2 separate regions of the Rattus norvegicus genome follow, and region 2 is linked to region 1. Evidence: chromatin contacts called from public Hi-C data. All regions are on one chromosome and are shown on one strand. Each heading gives the region's core, a stretch centred on a gene start, on an enhancer-like site or on the middle of the called end of the contact. The rest is flanking DNA. Distances are from core to core; before and after follow the strand shown.

Region 1 (6,677 bases), core at 2,889-5,388:
GGTAGGGAGGAAAGGAGGAAGGGAGGGAGGGAGGAAAGTCACTAGGGTGGTAGTCCTCTTCATTTAAAGGCAGAGATTGTTATGTAAGGTCTTTGGGGATTGGAGGCCAGCCTGGTCTACATAGCTAGTTTCAAACCAGTCAGAGTTACTTACTGAGACCTTGTCTGAAAAAAAAAAAAAGAGATTAAAAATAAGGAAGCAGTCATTTTAGGCAGTTCTCACAGAGTTGCCTCAGGCTGTAGAGTGGAGCTCTGCTGGCTTGAAGCCAAGGTGAGTGGTAAGTTCTATCTCTTGCAAGCACTTGCCCAGCATTAGGTGAAGGGACCTTGAAACAGTTTTTCCTATCTCTCAATCCAATCTCTCCAAAATTAAAAATGTCTTCCCTAAATCGTTCTGAAGAGACAACTCAGAGTTAATGGCCGGGGTTGGGGATTTAGCTCAGTGGTAGAGCGCTTGCCTAGGAAGCGCAAGGCCCTGGGTTTGGTCCCCAGCTCCGAAAAGAAAAAAAAAAAAAAAAAAAAAAGAACCAGAGTTAATGGCCTAGAAGGAGACTCAGCAAATGGGGGATCAACTGTTTTCCTTTGTATGAGCTAAGAATGTATTTTTATACTTGAACCGCAACTAAGTAAAATCTTAGCAAAATACTGTACTCAGGAGGTCAGGCGCTATTGCAGTGGTAGAGCATTTGCCTACCTGGGTTCCACACCTTGCTTTCCCAAAGGAAAAGAATATACTTACTATACTTAATTATACAATTATATATATATATGTATGTATTTTTATGTATTTTTAATTTCATTTAAAAAAAAAAACAAAACAAAACCAACCCCAAAACTACAGGGATTTGATTTTGGTCCTTGATGCACAAAATACAAAACATTTTACTCTTTGGCCTTTTCCAGAAACAGTTTGTTTTAGCTAAACACCAGAGAAATGTTAGAAATACTACTGTATTCTAAGTCTGTACAAAGATGGATTAGCTGCCAGCTACTGTCACTTCTCAAGGATAAAATAGCCTGTGTATGAGGGGAATGTCAATCAAATTAACCAGTCATAAAACTCTCTTGGTAGGTTCTGTAAATTTGAGCTTAGAGAAGTTAATGAGGTTAGGGGACAGAATCATGCTTGTAGCTCTTGTAATAGGAAAGGAAAATAAAGGAGAAAGGAAGTGAGAAGAAAAATGCTGGTGTCGTTTTTGAATTGATGATGATAAAAAAAATGCTAATTTGTAACAGCGACTTTGAACACCTGTGTGTCGCTGCACTGAGTGAATCTTTTGTATGCATGCCTGCACTCGGTCCTCATTAGAGCTTTGAAAAGCTGAAGTCAGGGAGACCCTTGATGTCACCTCCAGCCTGCCAGCGGTAAAATGCAGTACTTTGTCCAGGAAAAAAAAAAAAAAAAAAAAGGCATGAGATTAGAAAGTCAAGGGTCTTGCGTGTTATGCTTTGGAAGGGACTGGATTCTGTTTATCTTTGCTGGGTCATTATTTAGACAAAGGGGCCCTGAAGGAGTCTCAGAAGGGACGTCGGATGGTCAGCTGTGTTTTGAGGTGATAACAAAGATGGTTTTAGGAGGCACCTCTTAAGTCAAGAGGTCGGAGAGTTAAGAGCAAGAGAGAGTCTGTATCCGTGGTTACAGAACAAGCTGCAGGTGACTGGGTGGACACAGAGTGGAAGACAACTCCAGGGTTTTTGGTAACAAAAAAAAAAAAAAAAAAAAAACGAAAACTCAGAGAACATCCTGTGAAAGAGAGATGAGTCTAGGGATGACTCACAGCCACCCCTACGGAGTACGGGGGACGGTTTCTGGGACCCCTCTCCCCAGGATACTGAAAGCCTCAGATAGGCTAGACTGGTAGTCTTTCTATACAATGTCACACTTTGCCTATAACCTACTGCAACCTGTGCAGACTATTGTAATTCCAAAGGCAATGCAAATGCCATGTAAATAATTGTGTAATGTGAAGGACCGAGTGGCACAGTCAAGGCTCTGCAAACGTTCAGTACAAAAGTACCCTAAATAATCGTCCTGGCACTCTCAAACCAGGAATTATTCTAATGCTTGGAAAGTTTTGATACACGGTGGTTTGACTTGGTACGTGTACACGCTGGGGGTACCAATGGTGTATTTATAGTGTCTGGAAACATTTGGGAAGTTGTCTAGTTATCACCAGACGTGCGTCTAGAAGTTCAGAAATGACTGGAAAGAGAGGTAATGGGGGAAGAGGATTGTGAGAAGCAGAGAGTGGTGGGTGGGTAGGGGACTGAGGAGAAAGGAAAGAGGGCATCAAGGAGATCAATGTCTCTAGAAACCCACGCCTGAGAAATCCTTCTGTTACTAACCTGGGTGGAAAAGTGTGGGACAGTTAGAAAGGCTGAGTGGCTTTATCGCATACAAACATCTCCAGGAGGGGTTAGTCAATGGAATGTTACTAAGCCAGGGAAGAGAGGGAAAAAAAAAAAAGATCTGTAAACAGGCAAAGGGATTTGGCACTTAGAAGGTCACAGATGACGTCTGAGAAAGAGGGAGACTGATGGTGCTTTATAGTGCTGGTTCAGTGCTGAGGGTGGGGGAGGAAGAGATACAGGAAGCCAGGGAGGGAGGAGAGAAACCGGGAATGAGGTAGAGCTTTAGGATGGAGAAAAACTATAAATGGAGAGTTAGGGAGAGGGAGACAATATACGAACAAAAATTAAGAAAAGAGATGAACTGAAGAGATAAGGGGTTCTTGATCTTGGAACAGCCCTTCTATTCCAGAAGGTTCCACACTGTTGAGCAGGACACACACATTATGTTTTAAGGGTGGCTGGAAACTCTGGCATAGAAAGAGTTGTGTGTTTCTCCGGTTCTGGTTACAGAACCATCTATTCGTTTTCAGTGGAGATGAAAAACTCACGTATGGTCTTCCAGAGTAATACTGGATTTTACAATTCAATTTACTGCTTTTTAGCTTTTTGATACAGGGGTCTAAGTAGCCCAGGCTGACTTAAAATTCATTGTCTTCCTACCTCCCCCTGCAAAATGCTGGGAGTAGAGGTGTGCACCACCAAGCCTCACTGGTTTTATTTTAGTGTGAGAAGATTTAGAGAATTACATATTGATTCTCTCAGTTCGTGCGCACTAGCCTACTTTATAAAATGCCTGTCCTTGCTGGTTACAGTGTGCCCCCAGTCCTCAAATATAAACAAGTCAGGAATTAAAATCTGCTTTTTTTTTTTTTTTTTTTTTTTTTTTTTTTTTTTTTTTTTTTTTTTAGGTGAGGTCAGACGTGCTCGACCATTCTTTATGGCTCTCCGGAGTTGCTTGGGGATGGTTTAGAAAAACAACCAAGACCGTGGTTTCAAGATGGAAGACAGAAGAAAGAGCTAATTATTAGGGTTTTGTTTGTTTGTTTTGGTGGAGGTAAGGACAGTTTTCACAGTACCTTACAAATTAGTATTTTAGACCACCGCCCGCAGCATCACCTAGAAACTTCCTGGAAACGCAAATTCTGAAGCCATACTTCAAATACCCAGTTTCAGCACCTCTTGGGCTGGTATCCAGTCTTTAATGGCCCTCTGGGCAAGACTGCCCAGCCTAAGAGCTATGGGTTAATCGGCACACAGCCTTTTGACTCAACTGCCTAAGCGCCCATCCAGCAGGCATCCCCTGGGGGGCACTTGAGAAATACAGAATCGCAGGCTGCCCCCAAACCCGCTTTATCAAAACACACGCCCCAGAGATATCAAGCCTGGTATCTTCTCCCGCGTCAGCATAAGCAAGGAGGATCTCTTTCCCAGCGAGTTCGGAAGCCGGCGTGGATAAGCCGTGAAATTGCTTTAAAGCGCGTAACCCACTGGGCCGGGTGCACTGCACCCCACTCGCTGTCACCCCGCGGCTATCTCAGGACTCGGGGTCCTGCAGGGTAAAAAGGAGTCTCTGGAGAGGAGAGCGGGCGAGCATCGAGCCTCCCAGGCGGGCCCCGGAGCAGGTGTGTGGGGAAGGGTCTGCCGCTCCGCGCCCCGGGGCGCGCGGGCGGAGCCGGGGGTCGGGCGGGGAGGGGCCGGCGCGCGGGGCGGGCGGCTGCGCGGCTCCCGCCCCCGGCCCGCCCCTCCGCGGCGCCATTTTGCAGGCGGCTGCCGCGGGGACCCGAGGCGGCGGCAGGCACTGCGGCGCGAGCGGTGCGATCGGCGGGACGCGAGCCCAGCGAGCTGCAGGCAGGTGAGAGCCGGGCCGCCGCGCCCCACGCCCCACGCCGAGCCCGCGGCAGCACCTGCCGGCAGCCCGGGTTGCTAACCGAGCCCACGAGGCCGGCCCGCGCGGCCCCCGCGCGCTGTCACCCACCCGCGGCGCGGCCTGTGCCCCCACGCCGGCTCGCGCGGCCCGGTAGCCCCGGCTGCCGCGTCAGGCCGCGTGTCCCGAGCGCTCGCTGCTGCCCCGCCGGGTGCCCCGGGGGCAGCCACCGTGGGCTCCGCGTGCTGCGTGACTTGCAGCTCGCCCCTCCCCAGGTGGTGAGCCCTGCATCCCCGCGCCCGGGGATTCAGGGTCAGCCCGAGGGGCGGGGGTGGCGGTGCTGTTTCCAGTCTGGTTTCCTTCCCTCTTTGCGGAGGCGACACGGAGTAATTTTAGATGCCGCTGCTCCAACCTCGCGACCTTTCCCGCTGGCCTGCCCCGCAGGGGTCCCGGGTCGCCTTGTTGCCTCTGGTCTTGACCGAGAAATTGACATTGGAGTGTGATAACTTGAAGGTGAAGAATTGTCACCACCCTTTGGCCGGAGATGTCCCATTAGATGTGTAACCTATAGGAACTCGGCCTTCATTCAGGATGTGGGGCTTTAAGCAGGTCTGATGGGAAAAGTCCAGATTCTCTCAGCGCAAAGGGTAAGTGAGGGCAAGTGCAGAGGGAAGAAAGTTAGCTTTTTGAAGGCTTCCTGGGGATGGGGCATTTGCAGTAGCTGTTAGTCTGCTTTTTGTAGTGCTGGGAGACCGGATGACGGGAAAGATGCTATCCCTTCTGACGTTTGGGTCCTCTGAAGGAAGGAGATGTGAGGATCTGGGATCTGAGTCCTGAGACAGCCTGGTTTGAGCTGTCATTAACTGGCCATGTGACTTCCCTTAGGCAGTTTTCTCCTTTCTAAAGGCTAGCTCGGCTAGGTGGCTGAAATCTTTCTGTGTTCTGTATTTGAGTGTTACTGGGCTCAGGCCTCACCTGTTCTGGTTCTCTGCATCTGTCCTTTCATCTTGTGTGACTTTGCTGGCCTGCTCCTTTGAGGTGTTTGACCCAGGTGAAGTTTGTGAGAGGCTTCACCTCTTAGAAGTTCAGGATTCTCTACTGGGTTATAGTTGACCTTATCAGGGTCACTTTGGAATGTACAACTACTCTTTATGCTTAACTCATCCAAAAGTTAATAGCTCTGGGCAGTTGAGTCTGTGCACCTTGTTAGCTCTCATGACACATCTGGTAGTTAAAAGGAGACACTGAACATTCCCAGGCAGACATCATGGAGGCATGAGGTATCTGCTTTCTAGACAATGCCCTTTGCTTAACTGCTAACTGATCCTTTCTTTTTATATCAGGGTATATCTAACTCCTCCCCCCGCCCCTGTTTTCTTCTTGTGGGAAATAATTTCTGTAAGAAAGTAGGTGTTCGCCTGGCAGTGGTGGCACACATCTTTGACCCCAGCACTCAGGAGTCACTGGCAGAATTTCTGAGTTCAAGGCCAGCTTGCTCTAAACAGTTTCAGGGCAGCCAGGGCAACACAGAGAAACCCTGTCTTGACCAATACCACTCCCACCCCCACAAAAAAAAAAAAAAAAAAAAAGGAAAGGGAGGAAAGAAAGTGGGTGTTTGAGGAACTTTTTGTAGTGCCATTCTTTTCTTTTTTGTCCTGGCTGACCTGAAACTTGCTCCAGGCCAGCCTCAAACTCAGGGAGAGCGTCTAAGTTCCAGTTTAAAGTTACAGCCCTTTCCCCTTGTTCTAGATAGTTGTCTGGTACTTAGTTTTCTGAGTAGGGCACATTATGCTGAGATTAAAACATCCACTAAAAAGCAGTTAGGCTGAGTGTGGTGGTGTAAATGTATGTGTAATCTTAGCAACTCAGCCCAGCTGGTGAAGATGACAGGTTCCAAGCCAGCCCGGGATAAAGGGCAAGACCTAGCCTTGTAAAACAACACAAGTAAATAGTATTTATTTATGTATTTTGAGACACGGCTGACCAGAATTCATAGATCCACCACATCCCTGTTTTGAGACTAAGGTGCATACCACCATGTCCAGCCAGAAAATTTAAAAACAAAAACAAAAGCTAGTCATGGAAGTACTTAACTAGAGGGCTGGAGAGATGGCTGGGCCGTTAAGAGCACTGGCTGCTTTTTTTCCCCTTTAGATTACAGGATCTGGGTTTTAATTCCCAGCACACATGATGTCTCATAATCACCTTTGAGTCCAGGGGATCCGGCGCCCTCTTCTGGCCTCTGTGGTGTGAACACTGCACACACATGAGACAACACACTCGGGATACCACCTACACACAGTTTAAACAGTGGGCACGCCAGAGTGGATGGGGAAAAGGTCACAAGGGTGCGGCCCTGCACAGAGAACTGTACACAACTGAGGAAAGCCAGGAATGGGAGAGGTGGGCCTCCCCAGGGAAGAGTATACCAATTGGTTGTTCGGTGCCAAATGGTCATCCCT
Region 2 (7,256 bases), core at 2,549-5,048, 81 kb before region 1:
GTCTCTCCAGGCCCCTGCTCTGCTGGTTTTCACTTTTTAAAATTTACTCATTTTGTGTGTGTGTGTGTGTGTGTGCCCTGTGTACCTGTATGGATACACAGATACCATACTGTGTGCATACTGTGTGTGTGTGGATTCAGAGAACAATTTTGGGGAGTTGGTCCTGGACTTCCACCTTGTTGAAGCTGTCTCCCTTGTTCTACTATGGTTTTTTGCCCAAGCTAGCTGACCTGAAGCTAGTTCTGGGTGGTTTATTTGTTTCTGTCCTTCATCCCCCGACCCAGGACTGGTAAGATGACAGATGTGCACACTGTGTCCTGCACACTCAGGTCACCAGGCTTGGGTGGGCAGGGTTTTTAACTACTGGGCCATCTCCTTGACCCCGAGTTTTGGTTGTTTCATTTGTTTGACTTTTGAGGCAGGCTCTATAGCCCAGGCTAGCCTTCCCAGTGGTGGGACCCACCCATGTACAAGGCTACTATTTGCTGATGTAACTTGTCTAGAGTGTAAATGGCTTAACTTCGGGGCAGCTCCCTGTCTCTCAGATGCTTCTGCTCTTCAATTGGACATGCAGGAACATTTGGGCCTGCTTGGTGGGAGTGTTTCCCAGCTCCTGGCGTCCTTCTAGACCTGTGTCAAATCATTCTGTTGCCCCTAGCACTGTGCTCTTAGGGCTGCCCAAGTGCACCCACAGTTTTTAACTTCTTGATGAAACAATACATTTGCTGCCCCTTGGACACAACTAAAGGCTCTGCATCTCTACAGATCCCAGTTGCTTGTTCTGTCTGGGGTCTCTTGCTGTCCTCCTGTCAGCTGTATCAACCTATCCCTCACTGTCTATTTGTGTCAGTGTCTGGGCTTCCGAAGCATGAGGACAGGCTGCAGAGACATTTTCCAGTGTTGGACATTTGCTTCTAACTCATTTGCTCTGAACTTAGAGGCATTTCATTCGACTTAAGAGGCACTTCTCGGGCCACCTGTGCTGGAAAGCCATTCTGGTTTACTCCTATTGGTCCAGATGGCAGTGATGTCAATTTGTCAGTCTAGAAATTGACTAGAAATTAAACCCTTTGATTAGCCGTGGCATCTCCGAATGCTCATAAGGGCTTCTCCTCCAGATCTATGACAGCCCAGCCCAGGGACTTTGGTCAGAATCGAGGAACCTGTCATGTGGTCACTGCTTCATGTGCTCTTCCAAATCTGATAGACTTGGCAACTTGACTTCCTTTTCCTACATTCTGCTGTCTCACCCCATTCCTAAGCCTGCAGGCAGAGAAAAGCCTCAGCACTACCACTAGAAAGAATGGGTCACAAGGTCCCAGAAAATTGTGGAAATGAAAATTGCATCATCTAGCTTGGCAAGTTTCATTCTTGCTCCAGAAATGAAAAGTACCTAGGAAAGAAAATGTGAAAACCCAATCACAATTTGTAAGTAAGTCCATTACAACCCTCAAAAGACAAGAGACGGTTTTAAAACCAGAGCCAAACATAGTAGTCCAACACCTTTAATCCCAGAGGAGGCAGAGGCAGGCAGAGCTCTGTGAGTTTGAGACCAGCCTGGTTTAATGAGTGAGTTCCAGTACGGCCAGGGCTACACAGTGAGATCCCATCTTGAAGGAGGAGGAGGAAGAAGAGGAAGAGGGAAGGGAGAAAGAGACAGAGAAAGAATAACACTAATAAAGAGAATTTAGTAAAACAGAATCTCACTGAGAATATCAAAATTGAGGACATTTCTACTACCTTTTAGGTACATGTAGCTAATACTTATCTTATTCATTTCTGAGCAGTACAACAAAGTCTCATTCACAAAAGGCTGAAACAGGGCTGGAGAGATGGCTCAGTGGTTAAGAGCACTGACTGCTCTTCCAGAGGTCCTGAGTTCAAATCCCAGCAACCACATGGTGGCTCACAACCATCTGTAATGGGATCTGATGCCCTTCTCTGGTGTGTCTGAAGACAGCTACAGTGCACTTATATATAATAAATGAATAAATCTTTAAAAAAAGACTGTCTAAAGATCAGAGCTATGGCATAAACCAGAAAGAGTCTCAGAGGGTCTTGAAGAAATCCTGCCCTCTGACATTAAACAGCATTCTAAAATGGCCATTTATACAGAAGTTATGTATAGATATCTACAGGAAAATCAATAGAAAGGAAACTTGGACAAGAAGCCCAGGGCTGAGGTGGTGGCTGTCAGTTCAGTGTGTACTAAGCAAGTGTAAAAAGTTCTTATCCCTAGAACCTATCTCAGATTAAATAAATAAAAAAATCTATCATTAAACAAAGATTCAGGATATTGGTAGAACATTAAGACCGTCTGTGCATAGGTTCCTATGTGACCACACAAACCACATGCTGGCAACACTGATCCTGCCTATAATTGATGTACTGGTCCCCTCCCTTCTCCCTTCCCTTGAGTACCTTTCCCTAATCACATTCCGGAGACCACACTTCCCTGGGGCAGCAGTGCTTTGTGTGTGGTCCATTTGTGATCTGGTCACTCAGATGTCATCCTCCATGCTCCTGATCCCTGAATCTGATTTGTTTTCCTTCTAAATCCTCACCACCAGCTGTCACAGTATATACTACACTGTATATGTACACACACACACACACACACACACACACACACACACACACACACATTTACTGTGTCCCCTTGCTAGAGTGTAATGCACAGAACTACAGACTTATTTAGTTTGTATCACTTCAAATTCCCAAGCTGCTGTTAACTATGTTTACCGAGAGCAGTAAGTGAATCAGAGAGTACATAGCATGCATCTGCTATTGGTGGGCCTATCCACCCCGCCAGGTCATGTCTGTCCAGTCTTTGCATCACACCATCCCTAGAGTATCTGCCTTAGAACACTCCTTGTCCAAGGGAACAGATGTTAGGGGTGCGCTTGGGATCGTGATGGCGTTCTAAAGCATGACCACACAGAATACCATGAGGTTCTGTGCTGTGGGGAAAGAATTCTTCTTAAAAATCACCTTTGCTAGCTGGGCATTGGTGGCCCACACCTTCAATTCCCACACTGGTGAGGCAGAGGCAAGTGATCTCTTCAAGTTCCAGCCTGGCCATCAGGCAGAGTTTCAGGATAGCCAAGACTGCATATAGAAAGAGTCTGTCTTGAAAAAACAAAACTCAGCTGGGTAGCAGTGGTGTACTCTGGGGCAGAGGTAAGCAGGTCTCTATAAGTTCAAAGGCCACCTTGGTCTTCAGAGTGAGTTCCAAGATAGCCAGGGGTACACAGTGAAACCCTGTCTCAAAAAACAAACAAACAAAACAACAAAAACAACAAGTAACAAAAACCAGTTTTACTAGGGCACAATTGACATAAAATATACTCGATCCTAACTTCATAGCTGGAGGAACTCAGATATATGTACATACCAGCATTCTACGGAATTTTAAAATTATGCTTAAGAACCATAGTGTTGCACTTCCTAAATCAATCACATTTATTTGTGCATTTATGTGTTTCCTCTATTTACGCATGTGCATGTGTGAGTGCAGCTGTACACTGTGGCAAAGACAGCTCTGGGGAGTCTGTTCCTCACCTTCCATGTGGGATGAGGGGACTAGCACAGACTGTCAAGTCTGAGCCATCACGCTGGTCCAACATTAGCATTTCAAGTCGCAGATCTGTCGTGTTAACATGCACACTGCTGTGCACTCTGCCTCTAGAACCCTTTCATCTTGCAAAACAAGCTCTCCCCTCAGTCAACACCAGTTCCCTTTCCCCCTCCCCAGGGAAAAGATTCCTTTTGAGTCACCCTTGTAAGTGGAGCATTCAGGATATTTAAAGAACTCCTGAAAACGATCCCAAAATACAGCTGCTTCCAAAAAGAGCCAGTGATTCATCCAGGGCTCGTGAGAGTGCAAAAATTTAAAAACACCACTTAGTTTGACTAAAATTTAGAAGGGATTTGGGAACTGCTGTTCTGAATACTCCTCTGACCAGGGTTGAATGACATGGCCAGCCCTTCCTGTGTCAGCATAGTCTCCAGTTTTCTCTCCCTCCTCGGCAGCCTGCAAGCACCAGTGATTATGCACTGGGTCGTTCTTTCTTTTACAGTCTTCTTCCTGGCCTCCCCAAACTGGCTGACCTGTTTCTTCCTAAAAACCCAAGAGAGGGCTCTCAGGTCTCTAATGGGTCTGTTTGAGTCTGCTGGCCACAATGACCAGAGGAACGAGCCTGTTTCTTGGGAGTGAACTTCAGTTATAAGGTTACTTGACCTCTTTCTTGATCATCAAACAGCCCAGGGAGGTTGGAGTCAAATTCTCAAGATGCTTCAAGCTCACGTCCATGACCAGTTCTTCTCTAAGAGCCCCAAGTAGAGACATCCCAGGATCTGTCCTGCCTTGCCACCATGGATCATGCGTGTGGGCTTCCCTGGGCCATCGCCATGGGCAGAGAAACCTGCTCAAAAACTCCACAATTACAAAGTGGAAGTTGGTTAGTTTTACTCAATGCCAGCCTAAGACGAGAGACTTGACTATTTAACAGGCCCTCCTGAAAGGCTTTTGATCAGGGATATGAGGTAGCTTAAATTTGTAGAAAGATCTTTACATGGTAGGATAAGGAGCCCATGGCTAAGCAGATACTTATGCCTGCCACGTAACAACTGAGTTTGATCCCTGGGACACACAGGTAGAGGGACAGAACTGACCCCCCACGATTTCTCCTCATATCTCCGTGTTTATGCTGTAACACACACAGATATTAGACACCGTCAAACATCTACTGATACTAAATCAAACATTTATCTTTAAACATTTGTGATGCACATATAATCTTACCATTTATTAAACACAAAAGCAAAATTGCATATTAATGACACCGATGCTATTCTGTCTGTGTAAGGAAGTGTTGGCTGAATGTTCAACACTGCAGATGGAGAGGGGGCTCCAGGGTGTTTCAGAGGTGACTGACATTTCACTTTTACAGTGCTGAGATGCCATTTGTGTAACTTAGTAACATAAAATGACCAAAGCATGTCGAGGGCCATTTCAGAAACTGTTGGGGATCCTCTCTGAATCGCAGGTCAAATTAATTTAATATTTTTACTTCCTTTATAAAGACTTATCATGGGGTTGGGGATTTGGCTCAGTGGTAGAGTGCTTGCCTAGCAAGCGCAGGGCCCTGGGTTCGGTCCCCAGCTCCGAAAAAAAAAGAAGGAAAAAAAAAAAAGTTCAAGGCCACCTTGGGCTATATAATAAAGACTTATCATCTTAATCATGTATATGTGCTTGTATCTGTATGAGGGTATTAGAAATAAGTTTGAGGTCACAAAAGAAAGGACCCACCATCCCAGCTGAAGTGTCTGGACAGACGAACGTTGCTCTCGATCAAGAGAGAGTGCTCAGAAGAGCAAATACACGTAGATAGGAATTGCATCTGGTTTTTATTCTAATTCAGGTGGTGGATGTGATTTTCCTCATTGGCTGGGGTCTGACCTCACAATCTTATTCAATTGGCTGGTTGGTCAGTAATGAATTGGCACACAGGGATGTGGACAAAAGGGAAAGGAGGCTCTGCACTAAGACGGGGGTCACTGCTCCAGGACATCAAATCCTAGAATAGAACAAAGGTTTTAATGAATCAGAGGAAGCAAAACACTTGCGTGAACATCTTGCGTGAGGGAGATAAAATATTTTTATTCCTTGTCCTTGTTGTATAGGATTTAATAGAAAAGACTCATAGATGTTATTTCTTACAGATGTATGTGCTGGTGCCCATGGAGGTGAGAGGCATCAGATTCCCCTGGAACCTGGGTCCCAAGTGATTGTGTGAGTGCCCAGTATGAGTACTGGGACCCCAAATAAGGTCCTCTGTGAGAGCGGTTCATGCTCTTAGTCACGGAGCCATCTCTCTAGTCCTTTGTATAACAATTTAAAAATAATAATAAGGCTTAACACAGCAACTCAAGCAAAGGTTTTAAAGTCTTTGATTATTGTGTTTCTCTAGGAGCGGAAGACTGTGTATGCTCTGGGGCTGGAGAGATGGCTCAGGGGTTAAGAGCACTGACTGCTCTTCCAAAGGTGGTGAGTTCAATTCCCAGAAACCACATGGTGGCTCACAGCCATCTGTAATGGGATCTGATGCCCTCTTCTGGTGTGTCTGAAGACAGCTATTGTGTACTCATATGCATAAAATAAATAAATCTTTAAAAAAAAAAAAAGGACTGTGTATGCTCATTTAGACCTCTGCAGTGCAGAGCATACAGCGCTCAGAATCTATGTCCTGGTGTTTCAGAGCGCTGCTGCTGTGTGTTCAGAACCAAGGCTAGGTGACATTGCAAGTGCAGCACGGGTGAGCACCGTCAGCAATGGCTCCATGCATTAGGTCTTTTATTTTGAACTATTCTTTGGCCATTGTGCATTCAGAAATTTGCTGAATTTCCAGTGAACCTCACAGTCAGGATCCATGTAGAAGATCCTAACACAGACAGTAGAGTGCCTAGGCCTGTTGCTTTCTGAAGGCCCAGACAGGAGGCTGTCTGGCCTCCAGAGAGGAAATGGATACAAATGAATCAGCATGTTCTCATCTTGCTTTCTGACACAATTAGTCATCACTTTTCATTTCTGACCTATTAGTGATTTCTTGTTTTAGTTTCTGGCCTGATTTCTTGTAGAAGATTCAGAATGCACTGTATCAGTGCTTACCTATCATACTGCTGGGAACTTAGAGGCAAGCCCTAGTGTCTCCCAAGGGCTTCAGACACTCACATCCTCCAAAGCCGATCTTAATCTTTGTTTTCTGAGGCAGGGTTTCACTATGTAGCCTATGCTGCCCCTGATTAGATAGTTCTTTCTGCCTCAGCTTCCTGAGAGGGGCGATTACAGGAGTTAACCACCAGGTCCTGAATTAAATTGTTGGTACTTGTGCTAGGTTTCTGTCAACTTTATACAAGCTAGAGTCGTTTGGAAAGAGAGAACCTCAACTGAGAAAATGCCCCCATCACATTGACCTGAGGCACACCTGTGGAAGCATTTTCTGGGTAAAATATTGATGTGGGATGCTATGGCCCACTGTGGAGCAGTGCCACCCCCGGAGCAGCTGGTCCTGGGCTATATTAGAAAGCGAATCCCGTGAGTCATGAGGAGCCAGCCCAGAAGCAGCGTACCTGCATGGCCTCTGCTTGGGTTCCTGTTTCCAGGTTCCTGCCCTGATTTCCCTCACAGAGCATGTATGACGTGGGAGGAGTGAGAGAAATAAGCCCCTCCTCCCCAAGCTGGTTATGGCTAATGT

The links. Hi-C and Micro-C count contacts between places; a contact is called where the count stands out from the background.
Region 2: a Hi-C map of the A7r5 cell line shows a contact between it and region 1, with 2.3 times the contacts expected there. The contact joins the enhancer-like site here to the promoter of Slc23a2 in region 1. A contact is called at or near these places in 2 of 12 Hi-C or Micro-C datasets (the A7r5 cell line and frontal cortex).

Annotation. Positions count from the first base shown.
Region 1 is chr3:139,844,804-139,851,480 of GRCr8, reverse strand. It overlaps Slc23a2 (solute carrier family 23 member 2), which reads left to right and starts at 4,138. Exons shown (of 16, transcript NM_017316.2): 1 at 4,138-4,203. It also overlaps the pseudogene LOC134486158.
Region 2 is chr3:139,924,808-139,932,063 of GRCr8, reverse strand. It overlaps a transcript of Tmem230 not described here. Among named protein-coding and RNA genes, the nearest start is that of Tmem230, 22 kb to the left of the region's middle. Within about 2 kb of position 3,798, at least 49 of the 93 cell types and tissues checked have an H3K27ac peak or open chromatin away from gene starts, as enhancers often do. A contact at or near this core is called in the A7r5 cell line, where this site is marked.